Linked DNA regions of Mus musculus: regions 2, 3, 4 and 5 are each linked to region 1. Evidence: chromatin contacts called from public HiChIP or PLAC-seq and promoter capture Hi-C data. All regions are on one chromosome and are shown on one strand. The core of a region is the stretch at or near the end of the contact, and the rest is flanking DNA. Distances in the headings are between cores, read along the strand shown. Region 1 holds the start of Nhlh2 (nescient helix loop helix 2). Region 2 holds the start of Sike1 (suppressor of IKBKE 1). Region 3 holds the start of Sycp1 (synaptonemal complex protein 1). Region 4 has its middle 17 kb from the start of Gm40112. Region 5 has its middle 20 kb from the start of Gm40109.

Region 1 (5,386 bases), core at 1,074-3,573:
TGTGCACAGGAAGTTATCCTCTGTAAACTTGGTGCATGTAGTGTGTCAAGGTCAGACATGGAGGGGTTGAAGATGTAAGCTACAGACCTTTCCTGAAAATACTCCAGCCTCGTGGGAGAGACAGATATGGAAACCAAGAACCATAGTGTACAATATATAGTCTCTAAGGGGGATAGGAGAAGAGGAGCCATCTGTGCCTGGGATGTCTTAGAAATGGCAAATAGGGAGGGGGATGGGAGCTTTCCCACCAGAGAGAATGTACCTGTGTGGAAACCCATGTTGTGTCTATAATGGCGTGTCTAAGCATAATTGTGTGCGTATCTGGAATGTTTCTACACAGCTTTAGTCGTGTATTAATTTATGAATATGCAGGTTGTCGATGGCCTGGCTATAAAAGCGAATTGGTCTGGACTCACATGCACCATAGCAGAATCAGGCCAGCCATGGTTTGAGCATCCTCTTTCCCATCCAACTCCCAACACGAGGGTGACCAGGGACACGGGCCACTCCTATCCTAGCAGCTGTGCTTTCTAGAGCTCAGGTAACAAAAGCCACCACAGTTTTCAGTCCATCTGCCCAAGCATCTAATTGAGCCAGACAGCTTGTGTGAGCTCTAGATGGTGAGGAGACATGAGTATCTGAGGGTGCGCATCTGTGTGTACATCTCTGTTGTGTGTTAGTGCTTAGTGTTGGCTGCTGCTAGCCAGGCTGGGAAACCTTCCTCTCTCCCACATCGTCACTCCTGGCTCCCACCAGCCCTGCAGGGAAGGGGCTTCTCTGCTTGCCCATCTCTATGCTTGGGGATACCTGGGTTGAGCAGAGGTGAGGCTGAGCAGCACTGGTACCATATTCCCTTCTTTCCCTCTACCCTGCCTATTCTGGCCCATTACCCTCCTGGAGCTGATGTGAACAAAGGCAAACAATATACATCACAGCCATGAGGAACCCAGAGGGCCACTCTCTAGGTGGGTAGCTCTACAGCCCTCCCCTGAGGACAATACCTCTTTATAGGACAAAGGTGATTATGAAGAGAAAGTGAAGGTTCTCCTCTCCACAAAAACTCACCTAGGAACAGGGAGACAGGAGGTTGGCTATTATTCTCTCATTTCCTCTAAGCTTAATCAATCTAAAAAAAAATAGTATTTGGGTGTGATGGTACATGCCTTTAATCCCAACACATGAGAAGCAGAAACAAGCATATCTCTATGAGTTTGAGGTCAGCCTGGTCTCCATGGTGAGGGTCAGGCCAGCCAGGGCTGCATAGTGAGACCTTGTCAAAAATACCAAAAAGAAAGAAAGACAGGAAGGAAGAAAGGAAGGAAGATAGACAGAAAGAAGACAGAATTAGTGGTATCACTGGCAATGTGTAAATAATAGCAAATAATATATAATTGATAGTGACTAACAGTAAATTTCCCTTAATTTTGTAAAACACATAAATTTGGGACTGGAGGTCATCTTAGGCAAAGGCATTGCATGCTAGAATACTTAATATTTACATTTTAGCACAATTACATTGCCACCCAGCTAAATATATTCACTCACGTGTTAGGATGGGCAAGAATAAAGTACTGTCTTTGCACATACTGTGTGTCATATTTTACAGCGAATAATGAACATGAGTAAATGGGTAAAGAAAAAGAAAACCAAACATAACTCAAAAAGTAGAATTATCTAGTGGTCTCTAACTACTTGGATTCTGCTCCTAATTCCACCAATGATTTAAACTAATGTGTCAAACGTCCTTTAAAATATCATCTATTAATAAGCTGGTCTCATAGTAGAACCTTTCTCCAAAACATCCATATGCTTAAATAATCATGATTAAAGCATCCTCTAAAAGACACTTCACTTTACATAAATGTTAGCATTGCCTGTCTGGATCGTTCACCTTAATTACAGTGTCATAGACAGAATATGCTTTCATGTGCCCAGCACAACTATTTTTCTAACTATTGATTTAAAAAAATGCTGGCTCACAAAATGCCAGAGGAATTTTCCATGTTCATATAGTGTCTACTTGCACTTAAATATTGCATCAATAATCTGAAAACAAGGAACCGCCTGTGTGGCCAGACGCTGTAGATGCTATGGCTTCTATCATGGGCTGCTTTCAACTGCTATATTTTATGGCACAGATTCAGTGGGAATCTGATCTGCTAAAATATTTGGGCTGTGAAAACTCCCACACTGTGACAGATGTCAAGTCCAATTAAGTGACTCGTGTCCAGGTTTCTGTCCAATAGGATTTCCCATTAAATATCAATTTAGGGGGAAAAAATTCCATCCCCCTTCTTAAGCCTTTATCTCTTCCACCATCTCCAGGCTAAATCAATTGGTACCAGAAGAGCCAAGAAGCCACACAGGCAGCTGCCTCTCCTCTCTGGCTCTCCCAAGCTCCCCTTTCTCTGCTTCCCTGTCACTGTTACTCCAGAAGACGTCCACTTCTCTCCAATCTCTCTCCAGCATCTCCAAGCTACTGACTATATACATTTCACCACAAGGTAAAGAGGGGAGGGAGTGGGGTAGGGTAGGGGGTGTAACCAAACCTTGAAAGACTTTGAAACTGCAAAATTGGCGTCTGCTTATACAACACAGAAGTAGATGAGGGACAAGACAGAGGCAACCTTAAGCCCTAGTTACTGTATTGTTGTTCCTGGGAACTGGGGAGACACCGGCTGAACAAAGCATTATCTTGAAGAAGAAGAGAAAAATCACTTCTGAGCCCCTTCCATCCCTGACCGCACTTCCCAGTTTCGCCCCAGCCCGATTAAGGGAAGGGAAGGAGTCCTCAAGGAATGGAATTTTATCTTAACCATCTTTCTTATTGATTATTCTGCTATTAGAAAGTGGAGGAATCGTCCCTTTGATGTGATTGTTTTTATCTCAGCATCTCTTTTGTTATTTATACAGCCCTTTGAGTGGGGAGGCGTGAGGTTTCAACACTTCGACTTATAAAGATCAACAACGAATTTTCCTGAAATGTTTAAGAACAGTTAAAAACAAACCAACAAACAAACAAACGGGCGTTTTCAATCCATCAACTAAGTGAACAACCATACACCCGCTAAGACACCGCCGCTCGTTGTGGTGGTCGGCGAGATGACAGCTGCTTTTTCATCTGCGAATGTAATAAATATTGGCTGCTTTTAATATTTGCCAGGATCTCTCCTCCTTGTTTCCTGGAATTTTAACTCTAAAAGATTGACGAAAAGATTATCGACAGGGCTCTTGCAAGGTAAGACATCTTCACGTCTCTTTTTCTTTAGATTAAGTTGAGTCATATTGTATTTTATAGATGTATTCCTCACACATGGTCATAGACTTAAATGCCCACGAGAAATACCATTTATGACTATTTAAATATCTGGAGGATTTAAACGCGTGGGGGGACAGCCCGGGAACTTTTTGTCCGATCTGTAACTATGTCGTGGTTTGCTATGATTTTTCTCCCTGTGTATTTCTACCTCTTCACGCCAACTGCGTAGGTGTGAGTTGTTTCACTTATAAACGTAGAGAAAAGCCTGGGGGGCGGGGGGAGCAGCATGCAGTTCGTTTGGTTCATTTATTGTTATTCTGAGGATCCGTTTTCCTTGCACGGAAAGCTGTTTCTGAGCTCAGGTCTCTCCTGGGCAAATTCGAGGCCAGGAGCCGAACCTACATCCCCTCCCTGGCTTTTGTTTCTCTGAAGCGAGGCTCTTACTCAGGAGCCTTGCCTGTGAGGGGCAAGGCGGGGTACAGAGGTCATAGCCCGGTCGTCCCTCCTGGTGGCGGAGGCCCAAAAGCTCAGCTCAGGCAGGTTTCTATCCCCATCTGCCCACCCAGATCACCCGCAAGCCCAGTGGTTCTCGAAGACGCGAAGGCCCTCGAGCTGCCGGCCCGAGGTGGCTTTTCCAGGAGGGCATCGTCTGGGGAAAGCCCGGCGCAGACACGGGGCCGCGGCCAGGCCTCCCTGGGCCGCCGGTGGGCTGCGGGGCTCCGGTCCCCTAAGCTCACGAACTTCACCCGCACAGATACAGCTTGCGCCCGGGGCGTCCCGCACTGGTGCCTCGGAGTCCATCCCTCTCTGGCCCTCCCCAGCCCCTTCGCCCGCAGCGACCTGGCCGCCTGCGTTTTCCCGGGAGGTAGTCGGCAGACTGCCGGGCATTGTGTGATCCACGTCCCTAGGTCCCCAATGTGTGTGGCAGTCTGCGTGACAGATGGTGCTCCGGGAGAGTATGAGGGCCGAGGAGTCAATTTTCTTTTGAAAGGACCGAACACATGTGTTCGGTCATTTCTTTATTATTTCGGAGAAACGCGGGGAGGGGACGGCAAGAAAGCCTTCCCGGCCTAGGTTCCAGGATGGGGTTCGCCCGCACCCCAGCGTAGCCCAGACCCTCAGGCGCTGGGAGTCTCCAGCTGCCTTGCCCTAGGCCCTCGGGTGGGAAGCACACTCTGCATCTCCATTAAAACCCAGATGCATCCATCCTTCGGGCATCCATCCCTTCGGGATCTTTCCTGTGTCTGGGAAGGGAACGGAGCAAGGGAGGCGGGAGAGAGCAGCTGATGTCTGGCCAGAGGAGACTCAAGATGTCAGCCGGCCCCAGAGGTCCACGGTTCTTCAGCCCCAGCGCCACTGGCCCCTCTGGCAGTCTTCTGTGTGGGTTCAGAATGCGCTTTGATACCCGCTCCTTGCCTCCCCACTTGCGTGGGCCTGAAACGAGGAGAGGACCAGTGTCCCCAGGTCCCCTCCTAGAAGTCCAGGTTTGCTAGGCCCTCGCCACTACTCCTTGCAAATCAAGAACCAGATTCCTTTTATTAACTGACTTTCTGACTCCCCATCAGCCTCCAAAATGATGCTGAGTCCGGACCAAGCCGCCGACTCAGATCACCCCAGCTCGACGCACTCGGACCCGGAGTCTCTGGGCGGCGCAGACACCAAGGTTCTGGGCAGCGTGTCGGACCTAGAGCCAGTGGAGGAGGCGGACGGCGACGGCAAGGGAGGCAGCCGGGCCGCGCTCTACCCGCACCCGCAGCAGCTGAGCCGCGAAGAAAAGCGCCGCCGCCGGCGCGCCACGGCCAAGTACCGATCGGCCCACGCCACCCGCGAGCGCATCCGAGTGGAGGCTTTCAACCTGGCCTTCGCCGAGCTCCGCAAACTACTACCCACGCTGCCTCCGGACAAGAAGCTCTCCAAGATCGAGATTCTGCGCTTGGCCATCTGCTACATCTCCTATCTCAACCATGTCCTGGACGTGTAGGGAGGGCTACGCCGCGGGAGGCCGCGGGTCCGGAAGACTGCCAAAGGCGACTCATCCGGACTGCCAGGCTAGAGGTTTGCCCAGAGACACTTGAACGCAGGAGAAAGCTTTGCAGCCTGTTCTTTCTAGTCATCAAGGCAACAGGA
Region 2 (5,386 bases), core at 1,871-4,370, 990 kb after region 1:
TGCATGCACAAGTGCACTTCCATGCATACAACTGAAACACTCAAACACATAACATGTAAAAATAAAAAATAAAAATGTAAAGGTACTTAGGTGCGTTGGGTGGATATGCTCAATTTAATTGTATTAATTTTTCCCATGTGGGGCAGGGGGTGGGGACATGCCACAAAGTGCATGTTGAGGTTAGAGGACAGCTTGCAGATCCAAGTTCTCTCCAATCACATTGGTCTCAGGATTGAATTTAGGTTGTCAGGCTCAGCAGCAAGAGCCTTTACCCTCCAAGTCTTCTCGACAGCCCTGTTTTTATTCTACTTAATAAAGATGATACATTAAGTCAAATCAACCAGAAAAATCCCTCTTTTACTTTTTAAAGGAAAAAAAAAAATGTCTGATGATACCCAAAATGCTGACATTGTGTGGGAGTCACTTGACATTCCTTAAACTTTACTAAGAATACTGACAATCCTGAAGCCTTGCGGAAACAATGGCAACCATCCAGAGAGGAATTCACCCACACAGTCCCTGATGGGCCCCATGGAAATAGCATAGCTGACGTCATAACCCTGCCAATGCGTTCCACATACACAGAGACTACTCACTGTTTTAAAGGCTTTTTATTTATTTAGAGAAAGTAAGAGGGAAAGAGGGAGGGGTATGGGAGGAAGAAGGAGAAGGGAGGGAGAGGGAGGGGGAGAGAGAGGAGAGAAATAGAGTGCTAGGTGCCTGTGTGGAGGTCAGAGGACAACTCCTGCGCATAATTCTTCCCTAACAACATGTGGGATCCAGGAGTCAAACTCAGGCAGTCAGCCTGTATGCAAGAGCCTCTATCTGCTAACCAATGGCACTCATCTTACTTTTTAGCATTTTTTATTAATAAGGGTTTGGGGACAGAGGACAATTTATGGGTAAATCCTAGCAATCACCTTTACCCACTGAGCCCTCTTGCTGACCCGCAAACAGTTTTATAAAGAAAAAAGTAAGCAAATAAACTTATCCAACTCAATTTTCCAATTTATTAAAAGCTAAATTTATTCTGTTCATAGAAATTGCTGTTTAGAGTGGGGTTTTGGTATGGTTTGGTTTTTTTGAGGCGGGGTTTCTCTGTGTAGCTTTCGTTGTCCTAGAACTCACTCTAAAGACCAGGCTGGCCTCAAATAAGAGATCTGATTGCCTCTGCTTCCTGAGTGTTGAGATCAAAGGTGTGCACAACCTCCCAGCTGTGGTTTATACTGTAGAATTAAAAGTCTAGTGTATCACTGCCTTTTGTCCCCACATATTTCCACAAGCCCTGCCCCTTCTATACTCCTATTTATGGTCATCCCAAGACAATAAAGACCAGTAAAAAATGATGTAGAGTTCTATGCACTAGAGAGCTGTAGTTCTTGGGTGTGTGGCACTGCATGAGGGAACTGGCATTTCAGTTGTGTGTCATTGTATCCCTAGGTATCACCCTAACAGCCACTGCCACACTACACAGTGTGTTCTTCAGTAGTTTTGCTTACAGTCCCAGAGTTCTACAATCTGCACAATCTAACCTTAAAGCATTTTCAGCATCCCAAAACACCATAGCTTCATTTTGAGACCCAAAGTACTAGTCTCTCTCTTTTCTCCTCTCTTCTCTTTCACTCTTTCATCTCTCTTCTCTCTTCTCTCTCTCTCTCTCTCTCTCTCTCTCTCTCTCTCTCTCTCTCTCTATCTCTCTGTGTTTCTCTGCACACTTGCACATGCACCAAGTCCTTGAGACAAGACCAAGGGCCCAACAGCTACAATCCAATATATAAATGTAAGGAATTAAGAGTTAAAGAATACCAGGGAGACAAGGGGGGGAAACTAAGTGAAATGTTAGAAACAAATAAACTAGCCTGTTCACAGTTGGGTATTCTCATGCACGGTGGCTGGGAGCATCAGGAGAGGCCCCTCCCTTCTCACCTGAGACTTATACTGCTGGCAACCGAAAACTTGTCCCCACTTCAGCCCTTCCTAATGTCCTAACCTATGCCCACATGCCTTAGGTAAGTTTATTTGGGCTACCAGTACAACCTTCAAGTGTCCCCCAATTTCTCCAGAACTGAGGGGATCTTTACCCCTTAATGTCCAGCTCACATAATCTGAGCCCTCATCCTGTGTGACTTCAAGGGGGTTGTGTACTCCTCAAGTATTTCTAAGAGTCCTGGGAAACGCTCCTCACAAAACGTTTGCAAATATATCCTGGTCTTTGTTGTAAACTTATTCGAGGCTATTATTCTGTTTTCCCAAAGTTGTTTTCCTTCCGAATGAAAATTATTTCATCTTCCCAGAGGCAACCTCTTAACACAGTTTTGTAAGTGTAAAATTTTTACAATAGGCATTTCCCCAAATCACAAAAGTACACCAAACATCACGTGTTTCTAAACTTTACATCTGAACTCAAGATAAAAGAGACTGTAGGACAGGGAAAATGATTCTTTAAAACACAGCATTACTACTATTCTACTGTCCTAGACTCTTTTGGACAAAAATATTTTAGGAAAGAATTCCCTGTCAGCCACCGTACTCGTTAAACACAGTCAGCCATAGTGCTGTAGAATAGCAGAATAGCTCCCAAATCAAAAGGCTTCCAACATTGCACTAAGGAAAGATTTTCCTTTGTGTATGTGCACACGCGTGTGCATCTAACTGATTGCATACACAAGTGCAGTTGTGGAAGTCAAAGGACAACCTCAGATGTCATTCCCAGACACTGCTCACCGTTTAAAGGAAGAAGGGAGGGAAGGAAAAAAGGAAAAGGGGGAGGTGAGGAGAAAGAAGAGAAGAAATGGAAGGAGGGAGGGAGGAAAGGAGAGGTTCCGGTGTATTTTACCACTTATTGGGGGTGAGTATCTGTTTCATCAGTTTGTTACAATCCCATTACTAAATAACAAACTACATCAATCAAAACCAGAAGAAAAGTTGAACTAAGACCGGAACAGAAATAACTTCGTGAAAAACCAGGATGTGGCACCAATCCGACCTCTGCTGCTCCACCCTAGAAAGGCTAAGGCTGTGGCGAAGCCTGAGGGTAACCAAGAGTCCACCTCTGCGCAGGCGCCGACCGAGATGCCACCACGCCTTTAAAGTGCACCCGGAAGTGACGCGATTCGCGCTGAGCCAGGGCCGGGTAAGGTCTGAGCGAAGCGCCTAGGCTAGCGGGCCCGGCGCGCCTCCTCGGCCACTATGAGCTGCACGATCGAGAAGATCTTGACGGACGCCAAGACGCTGCTGGAGCGGCTGCGCGAGCACGATGCGGCGGCCGAGTCGCTGGTGGACCAGTCGGCTGCGCTGCACCGGCGGGTGGCGGCGATGCGGGAGGCGGGCGCCGTGTTACCCGAGCAGGTCGGCCGGGGGCCGAGCCGCGCCCAGGGGTGGACGCTGCGGGCGGGTGGGTGGGGTCGCGCGGCCTGATTTATCTTGGTCTGGAGGGCAGGGCGGATGTGTGAGCTTCCTGTGTCGTGGGTGGGACTGCTGCCTCCTCCGCAGCACCTGCCCATGTTTACAGTGCCTTAGTCTGTCTTTCTGTCCAGTATCAAGAGGATGCATCCGACGTGAAGGACATGTCTAAATATAAACCTCACATTCTGCTGTCTCAAGAGAATACCCAGATTAGAGACTTACAGCAGGAAAACAGAGGTTAGTCAGGCGTGTGTGTGTGTGTGTGTGTGTGTGTGTCTAGGATTTTTTTTTTCTGGTAATACTACTTTGGACATTCTTACACAAGTGCCTGAACAGTTCACAAGCGTGCACATCGCATACATATATTTAGATCAGTGCTTCAAGGGTCAACTGGTAACAGTAAAATCTGTTAGATTGCTCTTTTAAAAGTCTTCCTGGTTGATGACCTTGAAAGATGTATTCAGTAGTTTAGCAGAGTTGAATTGTTAGATGGCTGGGGAGTGACCACATACCAAATGGAGGCTTCTATAACTAAAGTTCATAGTCTCCAAATGTAACATTTCGATATTAGAGTGAACACTAAAGTTAAGATCGACGTTTCTTTAATGTTCCTGTGCAAGATGGAAGGCTAGAACTTCGTCCCCCAAATACATAGTCTTAGGGTTGTTGATGACAGCAGGATGGTAGTTGTCTGATGGAGCCCTTTTACATCTGCCATTCCACTCTATGCCCCTGACCAAGTATTTACACAATGCAGCTAAGAAACAGGTTCACAGACACCAGTTGGAACCAGCCAGAAGGCCTGAACTGCCAAGCTGGAGGATCTGAGGCCATTCCAAGGGCCTACGTGGTTTAAGGAGAGAACTGACTCCTGGGGGTTCTTCTCTGACCCGACATGTGCCGTGGTTCACACAAATCAACAAAATGTAGTTTTTTTTTTTTAATTTTAATGAGCTCATTTTTGCTTCTGAGAAGTCAATTAGAAAACTGAATTCAAATCCGTGCCTCGTGATTACACGTCCCATTTTATTTGCACAAGACTCTACTGCCTAGAGAGTTGGTTTTCAGGTACACTGTTCACGTCTGTGGGCTTGAATACTGATTTCCAACTTTGGATTCCCAGTGTCCCGTGGAGTGTCTGAGAGCTCCAGCTGTTAGGAGGTTTGCCTTGAGACCAGTCTTAGACGTCATTGTCCAGATGTTTGCTTTTGTTGTTAGAACTGTGGGTTTCCTTGGAGGAGCACCAGGATGCGTTGGAACTGATCATGAGCAAGTACCGGAAACAGATGTTACAGTTAATGGTCGCTAAGAAAGCCGTGGATGCCGAACCAGTTCTGAAAGCTCACCAGTCTCACTCTGCAGTAAGAAACACTGATAAATAAATTGTAAATAAACTGAACTGAAATCGTGGGGTCGTTCCTTTGTTTGCAGAAAACAGTGTTCCTCTTTCTGCATATTTTCATAATCACTCTGAATTTGGCTGTGGCTTTGTGAAGACATGAATAAAGGAAGGGGATAAGGGCCTCTTCCATCCTTTAGTGGTCAAGTTACCTCCCTCACCAGGGATTTCTTTTCAGCTTGACACAGAAAGATTGAGAGTAGGCCATCCTGGGCTACATAGCAAGTGTGATACCAGCTAGTGTTGAAGGCATTCAGTGACTGCTTAGCTGATTGTTGTACATTCTATCGAGCCATAAGTTTTATAGTTCCAAGGGCATGAGTCGGATTTTATCCCTCGCTTCCACATAGCAAGCAGTCACTAACTTCATCAAATGACTCAGACTGTGTTATGGGGGGAGGGCTGGTCTTGTTCCTTTGTTTTATAGCAGTTCCTCCTCTTTGATCCTTCACTGTTTAACTTGGAGGAGCCAGCAATTACCTTGCAGTTTGTAGGGTGTTTCCTTGCCCTATTTTAGCTTTTACTGTAGTAATTAATTGGAAGCAACTATTTACTACAGTGAAAGATGCACCACGTTTCATC
Region 3 (5,386 bases), core at 1,383-3,882, 930 kb after region 1:
TATCAGGCCCCGAAATTTCCCTTGATTTATAAGATGTGCTGTAAGAACGACTCTTATAATTCAAAAAATATGCCATAATCTACAAATAAATTTCTTGTACAATAAAGCAGCCAAATGGCTGCATATGTAGCAGAGGATGGCCTAATCAGTCATCAATGGGAGGAGACACCCTTGGTCCTGTGAAGGCTCTGATGCCCCAGTATAGGGAAATGCCAGGGCCAGGAAGGGGGAGTGGGTAGGTTGGGGAGCAGGAGGAGGGGGAAGGGGATAGGGGATTTTTGGAGGGGAAACTAGGAAAGGGGATAACATTTGAAATGTAAATAAAGAAAATATCTAATAAAAAAACCACAACCAAATGACAATTTTACCTGTCAAAAGATTATTTTTGTAAAATGCTGACCTTTCCACATATCTCTCTACTCTTCTAGTTTTAATTTTTTTTATTTAAAATTTAATTTCCCCAAAAGATTTGTTTTCTTTTACCTAGGAAAATACAACTGTTTAGCATTTCAAATACTTTAAGAGGAAAAAAATATCTGGAATACAGATACAACTTTGTTGTAGAACAGTTGCCACTTAAAGTGCATGAGGCTCTGATTTAGTCCCCAGAGCCACTAAAAGAAAAGTCTTCAAAGAAAATATTTTAAAACATTAACTGAATATGAATACTTTGAGAACTTAAAAATGTATATTCAAATAATAAATGAAATTCCAGAAATAAGAAGGAAATATCTGACCTCAAAATCAGAGTCATTTACTCCTTCCTGATAGTGACAACTGCCAGAATTAGCAACCTAAAAAAAAAAAAAAAAAACTGTAAGATTATATATTTCAAGCTAATGACAGTTAAATACACCAGACTATGATTAGCAAAATGGCTCCATGAGTAACAATGATGGCCACAATGAGAACCTGATTTGAGCCCAGATTTACAAGTTGTAGTATGACCTCCACACATATATCATGGTATGTGTGACACTCACATACATACAAATATACATAAGCACACATATACACAAATGTAATAAGAATTAAATTACATAAAACTACTAATCCTACAACTACCAATTTTTTCTTCAAATAATTCAATCTCTAATTACAATCTCTAATAATTTAATTCTTATTACACTCTTACTAACCTGTTCGAGCATGGGCAAAATACTAAGTTTTTGAAAAGCAGGATCTGTGAAATAAGAAAATGTCATTAAATATGAGAACATCACTTTATATTATTTTACCTAACTGAATGTCAAGAGTATTAATGTAATACTTGTGTTGTATAACTGGCAATGTATATAACAAAATGTTTCTATGAAAATTTACATATTTGTCCAAACCTACCTTTATCAATGTTTTCCCGACTGGACATTGTAAATGGAACACCAAAATCACCTTCTGTACATTTGTTGGCAGTCTAGAAATACAAAGAGGTTCTTTAAATATTCTGCTCAATACCTCTTTACTGTTATTACATAACAGAAACTTTGTATATTCTAGAATATTAATAATTTCAATAGTATATGGTTTCCTTCAATCTCACTCAACCAAATTGAGATCTTCACTAAATCAAATATCAATGACATGTCTTAGCTATAGCAGAAATTACCTGTAGCATTAACAACATATCAAAGACCCGGCCCTGCAAAAGTAGAAATACTGGGAATTGTATGTGCTATTGGGGGCGGAGCCATTTCTCCAGCCCAGCAGTGAATTTTACAAGAATCACGTTTAAAGGAGTCTAAAAAGTTTGAATGTTGGCAACATACAATAAGGCCTGTAATTACGGGCAAAAAAAAAAAAAAAAAAAATCCACCCCAAATTTTAGGGTATATCAGCGATTAATGTAACATACAAAGTGTAAGGCATGCTTTTCTTATTAGCATCTCTCTCGTGAGTCTCTGTGGGCTCGCACACGTGCCCGTGGTGTGGAAGCCACCCTTCTCGCCTTGACCGCGTGCGTTCTAGGGATGGAACTTTCTAGGGGTGGACCTCAGGTCTCCGGGCTCGGCGGCTGCACGTGCCTTTCGCCCCGTCCCGGGCCCGGGCACTGTCTCCGAAGCGCCCACGCAAGCTGACCTTGAAGTAGTTGGAGTCTCCTCCCGCCGTCTGCGGTTTCACGGCGGACACTTGACTGCTGCTCAGCCTCGGCGGGACGAACAGTGTGAAGGGCTTTTGCTTCTCCATGCTGCCTCCTGGGCCTCGGGGGAAGGGAAGAGGTCACACGGCTGGGTGAGGCCGAAGTACAGTGAGCCAGGTCCCTCAGAGGGGCCCAGCGTCCGTGTCACCCTGCGGCGCGTGTGGCCTGCACGGTGAAAGCCTGCACGGCCGCACCATCTCTCCACTCCAGCCGGCCACGCGACCACGGGCCCAGCCCGAACCTCGAAGGCCGCCCGCGACTGCCTGAGGCCCAGGGCCCGGGGCCTCCCTGGCCCGCGAAGCCCGCGAAGCCAAGCACCTGGACACGCGTGACAGAGGTGTGTACGTGGGCCCCAGGCCCCGACACCCTCCACACCCTCACCGTTGTCAGGCTCCGCGGCCCGTGGCCCCGCGTGCGCTCCTTTATGAAGACGACATGGAACGGAACCGTGAGCTTCCCCTCAGAACCTCCTGGAAGCCCGAGAACTCGCGGGACTGGGAGGCTGGCCGCGACCGGCTCAATTTAACGGTTGGTCCAGCTGGCCGGGATCTCGCGCGCAGCACTTCTCGCGAGATTTCCCTTCCCACGTGCCGGGTTCTCTACCAAGTCTGCGCTCAAAATTGTCGGAGGATGCTGGGAAAGCCCCCCCCCAACCCCCTCGTTGGTGTATAGCCATTTAAAGGCGTCTCAGTGCTTTCCTTTTCTAAGGCTGTATTTATTATGTTCTGGTGCGTGTTATAGAGTGTTTCATGTGGATGTATGCATCAACCCGTGCACCACGTGCAGCGTCCTGGGCATCCATAAGGAGTAGGAGCCCTTGGAATTGGAGTTACAGATGGTTGTTAGTTGCCTGGTGGATGCTGAGAACCAAACATGAGTCCTGTGCTACAGCCATAAGCCCCATAAAAAGAAGTCATTTCTGAGGAGTCCTGTGGTTGCTGGGTGCTAAAGATGGCTTTGGGAGTCTATAGAACTTCCTGTATGTGTTTGTAACTTCATTTGCTGTGGCTACACAATACCCCCGACTAAGCAAGCAAAACGGGAGCTGTCTGTGAGTCTTAATGAGACCAAGAAGTAGGATGGGGGGGGAGGGCCGGATGGGGGAGACTGGGTGGGGAAACAGAGTGCCAAGGCTGGACATAAAAAGAAGAGGTGAAGGCTAAAACTGGTTGGGGGCAGGGGCGTGTTTTTGACGTTACAAATGAGGATCATGAAATTTTGAGCATCAGGGTTAGCATGATTATGTTTGGAAGAAAAATCATGGTATAAAGAATGGTTCCGGTTTCTGGAGTGAGCCTGTTTTAATACCTAGGACAAGATATAAGGACCTGAATGATCGATCCACAGGGGTAGTGGAGATGAGGTGTCAGTGGGAAAGTACATTTACCAGGTTGAATTAGTGTGTTTCAACTTAAGTAAAAGGGAGGGAAATCAAAGAATCAGGCTTGGCTAACTAGATATATCATCATTATAGTCTTGAGACATGCCATGACCCAGCTCTCCCCAACTGAGCTAACTCCATTTCATGCCTGCATCTTTCCTCTGCAGAGGCTTCACAGTCCTGGCATCTCCAACCATGCTGGATTCTCCATTATAACCTAGGCTTGACCTTCACAGCTTCATACAATGGCCTCCAGGGCCGGCTTGCAGGGAATCAGACCCTAACACGTATTGCCTGCCCTCAGTGGTCACTGCAGTTTTCATGACCCCTCATTCTCACATCTAGCCTGCCTGCAAAATCAGTGCTGACCTCCAAGTTCTGTCGCCAGCTGAAGACATAAACTGGTTCGTTGGACTCCAACTACTGCATCCTCTATCTGCCTTAAAGGCCAAAGCTAGAGAAACTCATGTTTAGGAGGTTGTTTTTCAGGCAGGGGCCCTGCAGAGAACCCTTTTGTTCGGGTGCATTCTCAATTCACTCTCTCCTTACAAATGAATTTGGGTTTTTTGAAAGCTAGAGTCCTCAGAGTATCAGGCATTGATCGTAAGGACCCTCTTGCTTTGAAAGGCTTCTACTAAGCTGCAGTAATATTTTTAACAAGTACACCCTTTTATCTGCCAGTTTAAGCTCGATCAAGTTCCTTTCCATCCACAAAACTGTACACTTTTTCATATCTTTCTTCTCAGTTACTGTAAATACTGCTTAAAAGCAGTTAGCAGTAACTACCACAGCCCAATACTGCTATCTTGAAATGACTTTTACCAAACAAACTAGCTTATTACTACTATTATCATTATCATTATTTTATTTACACCTCAGTTTCTCAGGATATGGGAACATCTCAGGATGTGGCCTGGAGGCAGGAGAATGTGGCAGTGGCTGCTTACATTGGATCCACACTCACAAGTTCCCTGAGGTACCTTGATGGCTATTTTTAATTTTTTTTTTGGCTCTATTTCTTTTCTTTTTCTTTATCTGTTTTGCTCTATTTTTCCCTTCTCCCCTTCCTCTTCCCAAACAGAGACATCGTAATAGCAATACATTTCATAAATGATGTTCGTAAGGTTAAGTGTTCCTTTTTATATTCTATGCTATTATCTGCATGCTATAAATGTAAGCAGACTGTTTAAACCCACAGGACTGCATTCAGAAAGCAGGTGAGGAGATATCACTGTGCATCCACATAGAGACCATTAAATCTGCATCTATTCTAAAGAGGAAGAAAAATGAAGCTATTTAAAAACACTGCTTTCCAAAGCATTTCAGCTTCACCTCCTCAGTTTCACATTAATTCTGACAAGTTCACCAACCCTGATAGTTTCATCAAAGAGACAGAGCTCTCATTAGCATTTATTTCAGATCTTCCTTTAAAAATTCAGCTATTGAAATCAAGCTGCACTGGGTACTCTCAAGAGAAAAGTTTGATGCATACAAAAAGGTTATTTGTATGTATGGCATTACAGAATAATAAAAATGTGTTCCTTTATCTTTAGCTGATATTTCCTTTGGTGGGATAAATTTAGCAGTGTAAAACAAAGGAAATTCTAAGTGATGTGGGTTATTGATGGGAGTGCAGCCATGTCAAAATAAGATCAATGCCTCAGACCTACGGGAATAGCAAAGCCTTCCTCCGTGGCATGTATGGATATTGACAGTGTGTGCAAAGACTAGCACCCACCGCTTCCTCCTCTGAGATGATACAACTTGAGGCTACCCAGTCTCAGAGAATTTCAACTAATACCAGCTATCCTGACTCCTTAGAGTATGCTAATAAATGCTAAGTTTCTAGCTTGTGGTGTAGTTGATGC
Region 4 (5,386 bases), core at 1,169-3,668, 670 kb after region 1:
GTTCTGGGCAGGGCACGGATAATTACCTAAATGGCTAATAGGTAGGAAAAATTGTTCGATCTCATTAGTGTAAGGAAATGAAAATAGCAAACCCCTCATAAGATGGCTAATACCACCTTTCCCAAAAAATAATGGCATTTGCTATGACAGGCACTCTCACGTGCTGCTGATACAAACCGATGAAGCTTCTTTGGAAAATAGTTTGGCATTGAGTTTTATCCTATAACCCTGGGATTTATGCGGCAGAAGCCCATGCATATGATCACCAAAAGACCTACAGAGCGTTCACAGTGGCTTTTTTCTACAGCCAAAACTGCAGAGAACCCAAATGCCCATGAACTGGAAAATCTACACTAAGTTGTGGGCTCCAAGTGCAATGGAACATTATGCCAACATGGAAATATGTAAACTATACTTGACAACATGAAAAAGGAAACTGATAGTAAAGGGAAATACCATATGGCTGAGTTCAAGGTCAAAATGAGGATAGGAAAATCAATTGCAGCATTAGAAGTTTGTTGTTGTCTTTAATAAAAAAAATTTTTTTTAAAGCTTGACTTTAAGGAAGCTTACCTTTTGGAGATGGAGGAGTGGTCATGAGAAAAGATTCTGGAAACTGGTCTCTTTCCTCATCCAAGTGAACGGACGTTACACAGGTACTTCTTGGATATAACTAATTGACGGTATTTGTTTATGATAAGCCTTTCTCTGTGTGTGTATAACAACAGTAAGAACTGAACATAAATGTATGCATGACAGGTCTCGCAGGTGTGAATTCTCACAAGGGCGTGGCCACACTCAGCACCCTCTCACCCACAGTGCTCCAACAAGGACAAGAAACATTCCAGGTTGTCGTGGCAGATGCTGCCTTGCATATCCTCCCTGGATGGAGGTGATAGACAATGGAATGGACCAGAAGCAAAGCCCTTCAGCACATCGACAGCCTGCGAAAGGACTCTCACCACTGCCCTCATTTCCTCAGAGCTGGAGAAGAATCTAGGCCACTGAAGAACAGAGGCCCCACCATAGACTAACTGGGTAACTGAGAAATGGTTAAAACTGCCCAGCTGTTGGATGTAACCTCTATAAAATGAGAATAAGCAGGCCACCCCAAATGGTTCCAAGAGGAAACTAGAAATGTGTCTATCAATGTGCTCAGCCGAGCTTCTCCAGAAAGCCGCTTCTTCTGTTCCTCTTCAATGTTTTCTGAAGAGACTCAACCTCCCCACAGCGACCTCCCGACTCAGAATCCGGTGCTCCTGGAAAGCTGGCGTTTCAAGTATTCTGTTACCGTGTTAGACTATGTCCCCGACTTTGATTCTGAAAGCAAGGGCCCCTCTCTGATTGGAAGGCAAGTTCGACCCATGGAACTGCCCATCTGGAAGATGGCTCTGTCCTTTGAAGTAGGTTTCCAGAAGGCCCTTTTCCTCCCCCCCTTATTTACTGCAACTCATAGGGACAGTTTGTTGACAACCCCCTACCCCCAGTTCCCGAGGGTGAGGGAGGACCTTGATCCTTTAACACTTTATTCTCTAAGTGCCTGACGTCTTCTATGCAGACACACTGATGTTTAAGAGGTACATGGTTTGTTTCAGTCACTCGTCAGTTAAACTCATCCCTGTGTAAAGCAGGGGAGAGAGCACGGGGTTATGCACGTACCCGTCCTTCCTAACCCGCAGTACACCTCTGCCCCATCCATCACTGACCAGCAGCAGCTAGTAATTAGTTCTAACTAGGGGCTGAGCATCTAGTGGAGTCTATGGGACCATCTCCAAAACCACCTCCCCAACACCGTTCCTAGTTCTTCTCATCTTTACACCACTGGCTGCCAAGCTTCTCACTACCCTGTTTCCCTCCTTTGTGCACGTACACAAACACCCTCCAACACACATCCTCTCATTGGTTTTGGGCATCTCTAGTACCCAGCTTCTATCTCCACTCTCACTCTTCTACAACACTGAATTCATAGTGCCCAGCCATTGAGGAGACACTGACAGTGCCCTCCCAGACACCCTGAGCCTCTTGTCCCTCCCTCAGAGTCACCAAAGCAGAGACAGTTTACCAAGACCCTAGTTTAGAATTCATAATTTTGTGCTCTGTCTCTTAAAAAACAAACACTCCCCCAAACTGTAACACAAACTGAAGTGTTTGTTCACACAGAGTTGCAATCTGGAGAATGACGTCACAGGTGACCAGCCCCCCTGATCAACTCCTGACTCCGAAGCTCACACGCCACACCCTAGCCTCTCTTGCTGTGTTTGCTGTTGGCCGGAAGCTTCGCCATCTTCACTGCTTTCTGCAAAGACTATATTTATAGAGTAAAAGAGCTCTGAAGATGTTCAGTTCTGTGATCAGTCACTGCTGCCTCCTGTCCCAGGAACCAGCTGAATTGCTCACTGCCAAGCTGCTTGGCACACAGCACCAGCTGGCTTGTCAGCCTCAGCCCTGCAGGGAGCTGGGACAGGCAAGTCTCCTCTCCTCTTTGCATAGCAGCCCTGGGTGGATTCAGCATGAATACAGTGATATACCACCAGGGGAAAGGTGAATTGGAACATTTCTGCCTGAACAAAAAATCGGTGCTCTCTGTCGTTGAAGTCTCAGTAACAGTAAACAGGGATCTTTCACTACAGCCTCCCTGGACCCCTGAATCAGTGCCTTTGAGGTTCGACTCCCTTTGGAGCAGACACAAAAAGGCTTTCGATATCCCTGGCTTATGCAGACTTTGTAAATTGGTACAACCCGTCTAGGGGATGAAGTAGCATTCTTAGTAGAGTTGAAGATGGGCGTTCCTCTTCCAGGTGTGAATCTCAGAAGCGATGTAATCCGATCTGAGGATGCCTAACATAGAATCTGTAACAATAATGATGGAATTTAGAATGGAAGAGGAAAGGAAGGGGGGGTCAAGAGAGAAAAATGAAGAGACCTGGAACAACCAAAACATCCACCAACACAGGCGTGCACTAAAGCGTAGTGTGGTCTTATGAGGAGCTGTTGGTGGGGCTGGGGAGAAGCGCTTGCTGTCTGACCATGAGGCCTTCAAATCAGTGTGGGCCCTTGAATTCAGATCTCCAGCACCCGTGAGAAAAGCCAGGAGTGGTGGCTTATACCTATAACCTAGCCCTGGAAAAAATAAAGACACAAACATCGCTGAGGCTCATTAGCCAGCCGCATCAGCGAGCTCCAGGTTCAGTGAGAAACCTGGTTTGAAGCTACGGTGGAGAATGATGGAGGTCAATACCCAATGTCAACTCCTTACCTCCACACGTATGTACAAACACCCTGTCATGTACATAACATGTGCATGACACATATTCTACATACAAAAAAAGAATACAATGAATGAACTACAAGTGACTTATTAACACGAATAAATCTCAAAAAAATATATAGTTAAGTTTAAAGAAAGCTAAGTTGAAAAAAATGGGATTTCGGTTTTAACCACTTAAAAATAAACATACCTACTGTGTGTTGTTTGTGAATATATCACAGTGTTACAGAAGGTGACACTTCAGGGGGTAAATGGCTACAAGGTGGGAGGTTAGGGTTAGGGGAGATGGTTATAGCTGAATTTGCAACACTTTATTTCCTTAAATAAATATTTGAACTAAATCTGGTAGAATATTAACATTTGGTTAAGCTTGTGGTAAGAACATTGAGTATCGATTGCATCACTGCTGAGCTGCTGAGGTACTGTCCAGTTTAAAATATAATAGGTGTAAATAATTCTCTAAATGTTCTCCAGGCTTTTGCCTCACTCACAAAAGATAAAATGTCCAGTCTGGCCAAGTGGAAATTTACAATAAACAAAAACTAATAGGAAGGTCACCAACTCCTCCAGCCAGTTCCTGACACTGTAGCCACTCTGATCTCTGTAGCAGGGTCTCCTCCCTCCTGCTCTGGCCAGGCCTGTTGGCTCTGGCTGGGGCTGGCCTGTGGGAAATACCAGCAGAGAGACAAGCACAGGAAGAAGGAAAAGATTCCTCCCTGCTGACCTTGGAACTGGAAAAGGCTACATTTTACTACATCTCCAGTGTGTGGGACTCTCCTCCGTTCTACTGTGGTCCTCAGCTTGGTAGTGATCCCTCCTTTCTCTGTCTCCTTCAGGACTTGGGGTACACAGGGACCACTTTCTATTGCTGTCTCCTTCAGGACTTGGGGTACACAGGGACCACTTTCTATTGCTGTCTCCTTCAGGACTTGGGGTACACAGGGACCACTTTCTATTGCTGTCTCCTTCAGGACTTGGGGTACACAGGGACCACTTTCTATTGCTGTCTCCTTCAGGACTTGGGGTACACAGGGACCACTTTCTATTGCTGTCTCCTTCAGGACTTGGGGTACACAGGGACCACTTTCTATTGCTGTCTCCTTCAGGACTTGGGGTACACAGGGACCATTTTCTATTGCTGTCTCCACAAAGACTTCAAGGCCTCGTGTCAGTTTCCCTTCAGTTTGAACTCATCTTTATAAATGGTACCCTCATGAAACCCTCCTTAATACCTTGGCTCAAGTCTGCCATCTACTTTCTTCTGGGGCCCTGATCTCATGCAGCACACAGGAAGAGCAGGACTGCTCAGGAGAGTAAAAGTGCTCAAAGGGATGTGGTGGGGAGAGAGAGAAAAGTAAACAAAACAAACAAACAAAAGACAAAACTGCAAGACTGAAGAAGTAGCCTCAGAAAAGGCTTTTGTATTAGACTAACCACAGGAAACTGCCTCCATGGGCAACTTTGCCCTATAAAAGTAAGACTCTTCCATGTGGTCAGCCAAATAACAGGTTTCAGACCATGGCGTCATGACCATAGGATTGATGGAGGCTTAAGGAATGGTAAGAAGCAAAATGAATATCTCCCTCCAGGATAGATATAATGTTATCATCTGTATCAGAGTACCAGACTTCTAGACAGGGATAGAAATGTGACTTCTATGTTATGTTGCAACTCCCACAGAGCCAAAAAGACCCTAAATCTGTAACCTAGTTCTTACAGAGAAGAGATGTGTATGCAAATGTTCACACCTTGAGCTATCTAGAACACAGAGAGCTAGATGGTCCCTTAACTGTCTAGCACATCCTTTGAAGACTGAGTGTGCAATGTGCCATAGGGGTTGAGAATTCTACTCACCATCACACATGTTCCCACCATCACACATGTGCTTGCTCACCATCACACATGTGCTTACCCACCATCACACATGTGCTTGCTCACCATCACACATGTGCTTGCTCACCATCACACATGTGCTTGCTCACCATCACACATGTGCTTGCTCACAATCACACATGTGCTCACTATCACACGTGTGTATGAGTTTCCAGTTGGGTTTCTTATCCATGGAAACTGCCAGAAGGAGTGGGTTTTGGAAGGTACCGATGACACATTTCTGTG
Region 5 (5,386 bases), core at 1,309-3,808, 520 kb before region 1:
GCGTCGTTGGTGCTTTGAGTCTCGGAGTCCTTTGTAGGCTTGGGGACCCAGCCTGGTGACCTGGGACTGAATCCAATGCCTCCCTGTGGCTGTGGTCTGTTTCAACACATACTCTGCTTCCTACCTGAAGCCAGACTCTGCCAAGGACCCCTTCTCTCCTGCCTGCCACCCGCTGCACTTCCTTGGGATGGAAGGATGGTGAAGGCACAGGGATGACGGAGCTGTACGGAGTTGGATGCTGACTTGAAGCGTGTCGTGAGTAAGCTGATGCTGTTTCCCCAGCATCTCCGTCCCCTTGGAGCACTAGAGGCAGCCATGCATCGTGAACAACTGGTGACCTGGTCTCAGCCTGCCCTTCCCTGCTGACCAGGAACCCCCTAGGTCTTAGAAGACATCAATCAGGATGAAAAGGGGAGGGGCAGGTGATTCACACCAGCCATCACCAAAGAGAAATTGCCAGACTAGTTCTCCTCCACAGGAAACCCTGCAGAGTACACTCTCCATGAGGTAGCGAGTGACATCTAAGACTCATGTCACTTCCCTTTGGGATCCTACAATCAGATTCACGAACCAGATTTCAGCTTCCTCAAGCATGCCATTTCTATATAGTGCCCACATGTGATGACTTAATACAATCCTGTCTTTATATTCTTATTTATTTATTATTATATGTAAGTACACTGTAGCTGTCTTTAAACACACCAGAAGAGGGTGCCACATCTCATTATGGATGGTTGTGAGCCACCATGTGGTTGCTGGGATTTGAACTCAGGACCTTTGGAAGAGCAGTCAGTGCTCTTACCCGCTGAGCCATCTCACCAGCCCCCTGTCTTTATATTTTAAGTCTACATTTTAGTTAGACTGACATGGTGGCATATGCTTTTAATTCTATCACTCGGGAGGCAGAGGCAGGGGAATTTCTATGAGTTTGAGGCCAGTCTGGTTTTTATGGTGAATTTGAGGCCAGCTAAGACTACATAGTAAGATATTGCCCCTAGAACAGAATAACAACAACAACAATCACACACACACACACACACACACACACACACACACACACACACATCTGAAGATGATAGACACATTTCGAATGCTTGGTGCATGGTGGTGCATGGCGTACAGTCCATCAGGGCAAAGATCTCTGCTTGCCAGTTTGAATAGGGGCTATTTGGGAGGACTAGTACTTGAAAGTAATTTCCCAAGGTACTGTTTCCATATTACAAGCTATAAGTAGCTCAAAGAGCCCCCTTGGTAAGCAGTATCCGCCTGTTGGCTCTCCACTAAACAGTGTTAGAGAAGACAATTGAAAAAGTTTTACCCAAGGAGTAAAATGTTTTGGAGGACAAATTTCTAAATATATTTTTAAAAAGAGGTTATTTTTTTATGTGTATGAGTGTTTAGCTTGCATGTATATTAAGTACACCATATGCATGCAGTGCCTGCAGAGGCCAGAAGAGGGCGTTGGATCCCTTGGAACTGTAGTTAGAGGCAGCTTTGAGCCAACCTGTGTGCTGGGAACTAAACCTTGGTCTTCTGAAAGAGCAGTCAAGAGCACTTAACCAAGTAAGCCAGAGGAAGGCAGAGCTCATCGGAGCTGGCCTACATGGCTGGATGCAGAGACTGCTGAAAGGCACCTCAATCCCCAAGGTCTCTGTCACTAGCCTCTGGGGTCCCCTCAACTCTCCCCAGGTTGTGTGTCACGTCTGTAGCATTATGGTGCACTTCACAGGTGTCTTTCTGGGAGGAACAGCTCATTAAACCACTTCATGAGCCAATGTCTCCTGAGATCTGGCATCTGGCCAGCACAGACTGCACCCGGTGCCTGGAGCTGAAGAAAAGTATGTGTGCCCTCATGAGCATGTCTCTATGCCTCTTATTAATAGTTAATTGTTCTAGAAGAGTTACATAGCTTTAAAATATTGAAATGTAAGTATATTAAAACTCTTTATTATTTTAAGTTTAAATATTTTATTTATTAAAAAAATCAAAACCAGAATACATTTAAATACTACTTTCTTGGCATCCATGGAAGAAAAGTCATTAATAAAAACTTCAATATCTACTTCTTTGCTTATCTTGTTTTAATTAACTTAATCAATTAAGAACATTGCCATCTTTGGGGACTTCTCTTGACCAAGTGCCGATGTTTAATGGTCTTTAATTAACTTTTCCTCCACTGCAAGTTTTCTGAATGAATTTTATTTTGTTCTTCATCTTTCATTGCTGTTGCTTTGACCTTTTAAAAAGTGGTTCATTATGACCAAGTATTGTACAGCCCTACCCTCCAAACCAAACAGCAACCATCTTGGTGAGTTCAGCTGTGTCTGTTTGCTAAAGACCATTACAGCTCAGCTCGCTGACCGGTGAGGGTCCCTCGTAGAAAGTGTGACTAGGAAGTGTCTGTGGACTCTTACTTGAGCTTCCAGCCACCTTTCCCAGCTGTTTTTATTTAATTTTGCTCTAATTTCACATGCCCTTGGGGTCTCAAGGAGAGGCTAGAGTAAATAGGTTGGGGAGGGGCCAGGCTGAAGGAAGGGGCTCCACCTGCAGCCACAGGGAGCCCTCATTCATGCTGGGTGTGGACCTTCTGGTGTGGCTGCTTTAAGATCATTCACAGGCCGCCCAGGATCTCCAAACCCATTGACCCTTGGTTTCCCCAGGGCCAGCTTTGGTGGAATCCAACTTGGGTTTGTCACGAGAATCATAGAAAGAAGGAGTTGCCTTGTTCCTGCCTAGGGAGAAAATTCTTGAGACAACAGGCTGGGTGGCCATGTAATGTCAACGGCCCAGGAAGCTGAGTCAAGAGGATCAGAAATTCAAAAGCTGCCGGGGCTACAGAGTGAGTTCAAGGCCAGCCAGGAAACGTTAGTGCGACCTTGTCTCAAAGCCAAACATTAGGCAGAGGGCTGTGGATCTATCTGGCTTAGTGGAAAAGTGCCTGCCTAGCATATGTGAAGCTGTAAATTCAACCCCACTACTGGGAAAATGCTTGCATTAAACCATTACTCACTTCAGTCTGGGGATGTAGCTCAGATAGTAACTACCCACAACACATGAAAGCTTTGGTTCCATCCCTAACACCTTAGAAACTGGCCATGGTGACACACGTCCGTTCTCCCAGCACTCCAGAGGTAGAGGCAAGAGGATCAAATATTCAAGGTCACCCTCACCTACAAAATGAGTTTGAGGCAAGTCTGGGCAACATGAGACCTTATCTATGAGAGAAACATCCACAGGGGTTTAGATGTTTCCTTCATCCCAGGCCCACCTGCTGAGCAGCTCAGGTTAGCACCAGTACTGCAGGGAGGGAATGAAGGAATCCAATTCATTTGTCCATCTATGAACTCACCTATCCCTTTGCCCAGTACACACAGGGGGCCCACCCTGTGTCAGGTACTCTTACAGACACTTGGGATCTAACAGCCCAAAGTCCAACAACAACAGTCCAACTTGTGGGGCTGCCTTTGGGGAGGACAGCTAACATTCCAGGAAAGAGCAGTGCGAAGCCCACAGAGAACAACATAGAAGCCAGTGGGGAGGGCTAGGGAAGCAGAGAAGGGCTTCCTGATGACTGCAGGGAACTGGAAAGTTTAAGAGATGGATGGACATTCCCAGCAGAGCCCTGCAGAGGGCGCAGTCCTGGCATGTTCACAGGGCACAGAGGAGGCTCTCTGCCTTCCGCGTTGGATTTGACCCCCACTTCCCCAGGGCTAAACATGTCTTATTACTTGTGTTTAGACGAGTGTGGTGGTTAATAGCAATTGTTATCAACTGGACGGGTTCTGAACTCACTCAAGAGACAAGCCTCTGAGCGTGCCTATGAGGGATTTCCTGTAGTAGGTTCACTGAGGAGGGAAGAAACAACCTAAACATGGGCAGTACTATTCCATGGGGTGGCATCCTGGCTGAACAATAAAGTAGAAATCTAACTGGGCACAAGAATTCCAAGCCAGGCATGGTGGCGTACACCTTTAATCTCAGCACTCAGGAGGCAGAGGCAGGTGGATTTCTGAGTTCGAGGCCAGCCTGGTCTACAGAGTGAGTTCTAGGACAGCCAGGGCTATAAAAAGAAACCCTGTCTCAAAAAACCAAAAAAAAAAAAGAATTCCTCCCTCTCTGCTTCTTGATTGTGGGTGTAGCGTAACCAGCTGGCCTCTCGCTCCTGCTGCCATCTCAGCCACCAAGATGGACTGTATCCCTCTGAACTGTGAGTGAAACTAAACTCTTCCTCCCTTAAGTTGTCTTGGTCAGGCATTTGATCGCAGCAGTGAGAGAAGTGTCTAATACAGTGGGTGAGAGAAGTGTCTAATACAGTGGGCATCTCCCTGCAGTTCCCAACAAGGCCTGCTCTGCTCTGTGGCCGTGGGCTCATTTCCTTCTTGGTCCCTAATATTTAAAGATGTGTGTTCTTCAAATATATCCTGGGGACAAGAGAGAGAGGCAGGAGACATGGGCAGGGCAAGGAACACGAAGCTCCTTCATAACGTGAGAGCTTTATCCACTTTGCAGAAAGGCCTGGGCTTCAGTCTTCTACCAGCTGAGAGAAATGTGACCTTGGTTCGGAAATAGTTGTAGAAGCTAGGGGGTGTCAGATTTATTTAGATCTTAGGGTGTAGACCTAGAACAGGAAGCAACATGCAGAGCCTTGTCCCTGCCCACACCATGGGTTCTTCTCCAGGAGTATGGCACCTTGTGGCAGGGTGGAGTCCCAGGTTCCCTGTCATTGCTACAGATGTATCCAGGAATGAAAAATCCCAGATGCTGCCGTGGCGGCGGCATATCCCTTTAAGAACATTGTCTCACTTGAGTCTCAGAACAACTTGGCGGGTCATGTAGAGTCATTCCATCCTGTAGACAAGGAGACCAGTGTGATGACACATGAAAGAGTATTCAAAGCCACCCAGCATTAACCTGGGATCTGTGTCTTGTCTCCACACTGTATATTGCCTGTCCCAAGACAGGATGGTAAGTATTTTTGTCTGCCCTATCCACTCTCCATGCTAGGCCACCTGCCCCAAAGGTGTCCCTTCAGCAAAGCGCTAAGCAGTGTGTTGTAGGAAGAAGACTGCCATTTCTGGGCCCCACACTCACTGTGGTTGCCAGCTATCCACTACTATGACAAAGTACCTAAGAGAGATGAACTTAAAAGGCAGACAGGGGGACTGGGGATGTGGGTGCATCGAATGCTTGCCTCGCATGCAAAGCCTTTGGCTTGATCTGCAGCACCACATAAACCAGGCATGGAGACACACATGTGTAATTCCACCATTTATGAGGAAGACGCTCTTGCCTATATAGGGCTGTCCTGATATCTACTTCAAGGGCACACCTCCAATGACCTGACTTTCCCCTAGGCACGATCTCCTAAGGCTTTCATTATTTTTAA

The links. Promoter capture Hi-C pulls out the DNA fragments that hold promoters and counts their contacts. HiChIP or PLAC-seq counts read pairs in DNA pulled down with a chosen protein or histone mark.
Region 2: an H3K27ac HiChIP or PLAC-seq map of embryonic stem cells shows a contact between it and region 1, with 7 times the contacts expected there. The contact joins the promoter of Sike1 here to the promoter of Nhlh2 in region 1. A contact is called at or near these places in 3 of 39 promoter capture datasets (embryonic stem cells and hippocampal neurons), 2 of 115 datasets of contacts at active chromatin or transcription factors (both in embryonic stem cells) and 1 of 9 other capture datasets (embryonic stem cells).
Region 3: a contact with region 1 is called in a promoter capture Hi-C map of embryonic stem cells, with 2.9 times the contacts expected there. The contact joins the promoter of Sycp1 here to the promoter of Nhlh2 in region 1. A contact is called at or near these places in 6 of 39 promoter capture datasets (the 3T3-L1 cell line, embryonic stem cells, frontonasal cranial neural crest and 2 more) and 1 of 9 other capture datasets (liver).
Region 4: a contact with region 1 is called in a promoter capture Hi-C map of hippocampal neurons, with 2.9 times the contacts expected there. The contact joins the enhancer-like site here to the promoter of Nhlh2 in region 1. A contact is called at or near these places in 1 of 39 promoter capture datasets (hippocampal neurons), 4 of 115 datasets of contacts at active chromatin or transcription factors (embryonic hindbrain, embryonic stem cells, extraembryonic endoderm stem cells and 1 more) and 2 of 9 other capture datasets (adipose tissue and liver).
Region 5: an H3K27ac HiChIP or PLAC-seq map of embryonic stem cells shows a contact between it and region 1, with 4 times the contacts expected there. The contact joins the enhancer-like site here to the promoter of Nhlh2 in region 1. A contact is called at or near these places in 4 of 39 promoter capture datasets (embryonic stem cells, hippocampal neurons, liver and 1 more), 6 of 115 datasets of contacts at active chromatin or transcription factors (bone marrow-derived dendritic cells, differentiating embryonic stem cells, embryonic forebrain and 2 more) and 2 of 9 other capture datasets (liver and macrophages).

What each region holds. Positions count from the first base shown.
Region 1 is chr3:102,007,822-102,013,207 of GRCm38.p6, forward strand. It overlaps Nhlh2 (nescient helix loop helix 2), which reads left to right and starts at 2,324. Exons shown (of 3, transcript NM_178777.3): 1 at 2,324-2,504; 2 at 2,914-3,238; 3 at 4,825-5,386. The coding sequence starts at 4,833. The coding sequence ends at 5,240.
Region 2 is chr3:102,992,620-102,998,005 of GRCm38.p6, forward strand. Sike1 (suppressor of IKBKE 1) reads left to right here and starts at 3,121. Exons shown (of 5, transcript NM_025679.3): 1 at 3,121-3,348; 2 at 3,537-3,642; 3 at 4,624-4,766. The coding sequence starts at 3,190.
Region 3 is chr3:102,933,468-102,938,853 of GRCm38.p6, forward strand. It overlaps Sycp1 (synaptonemal complex protein 1), which reads right to left and starts at 2,633. Exons shown (of 33, transcript NM_011516.2): 1 at 2,519-2,633; 2 at 2,077-2,198; 3 at 1,342-1,414; 4 at 1,140-1,183; 5 at 738-794. The coding sequence starts at 2,184.
Region 4 is chr3:102,674,928-102,680,313 of GRCm38.p6, forward strand. No RefSeq gene overlaps it. Among named protein-coding and RNA genes, the nearest start is that of Gm40112, 17 kb to the right of the region's middle. Within about 2 kb of position 2,419, at least 72 of the 459 cell types and tissues checked have an H3K27ac peak or open chromatin away from gene starts, as enhancers often do. A contact at or near this core is called in adipose tissue, hippocampal neurons and liver, where this site is marked.
Region 5 is chr3:101,484,788-101,490,173 of GRCm38.p6, forward strand. No RefSeq gene overlaps it. Among named protein-coding and RNA genes, the nearest start is that of Gm40109, 20 kb to the right of the region's middle. Within about 2 kb of position 2,559, at least 7 of the 459 cell types and tissues checked have an H3K27ac peak or open chromatin away from gene starts, as enhancers often do. A contact at or near this core is called in embryonic stem cells, where this site is marked.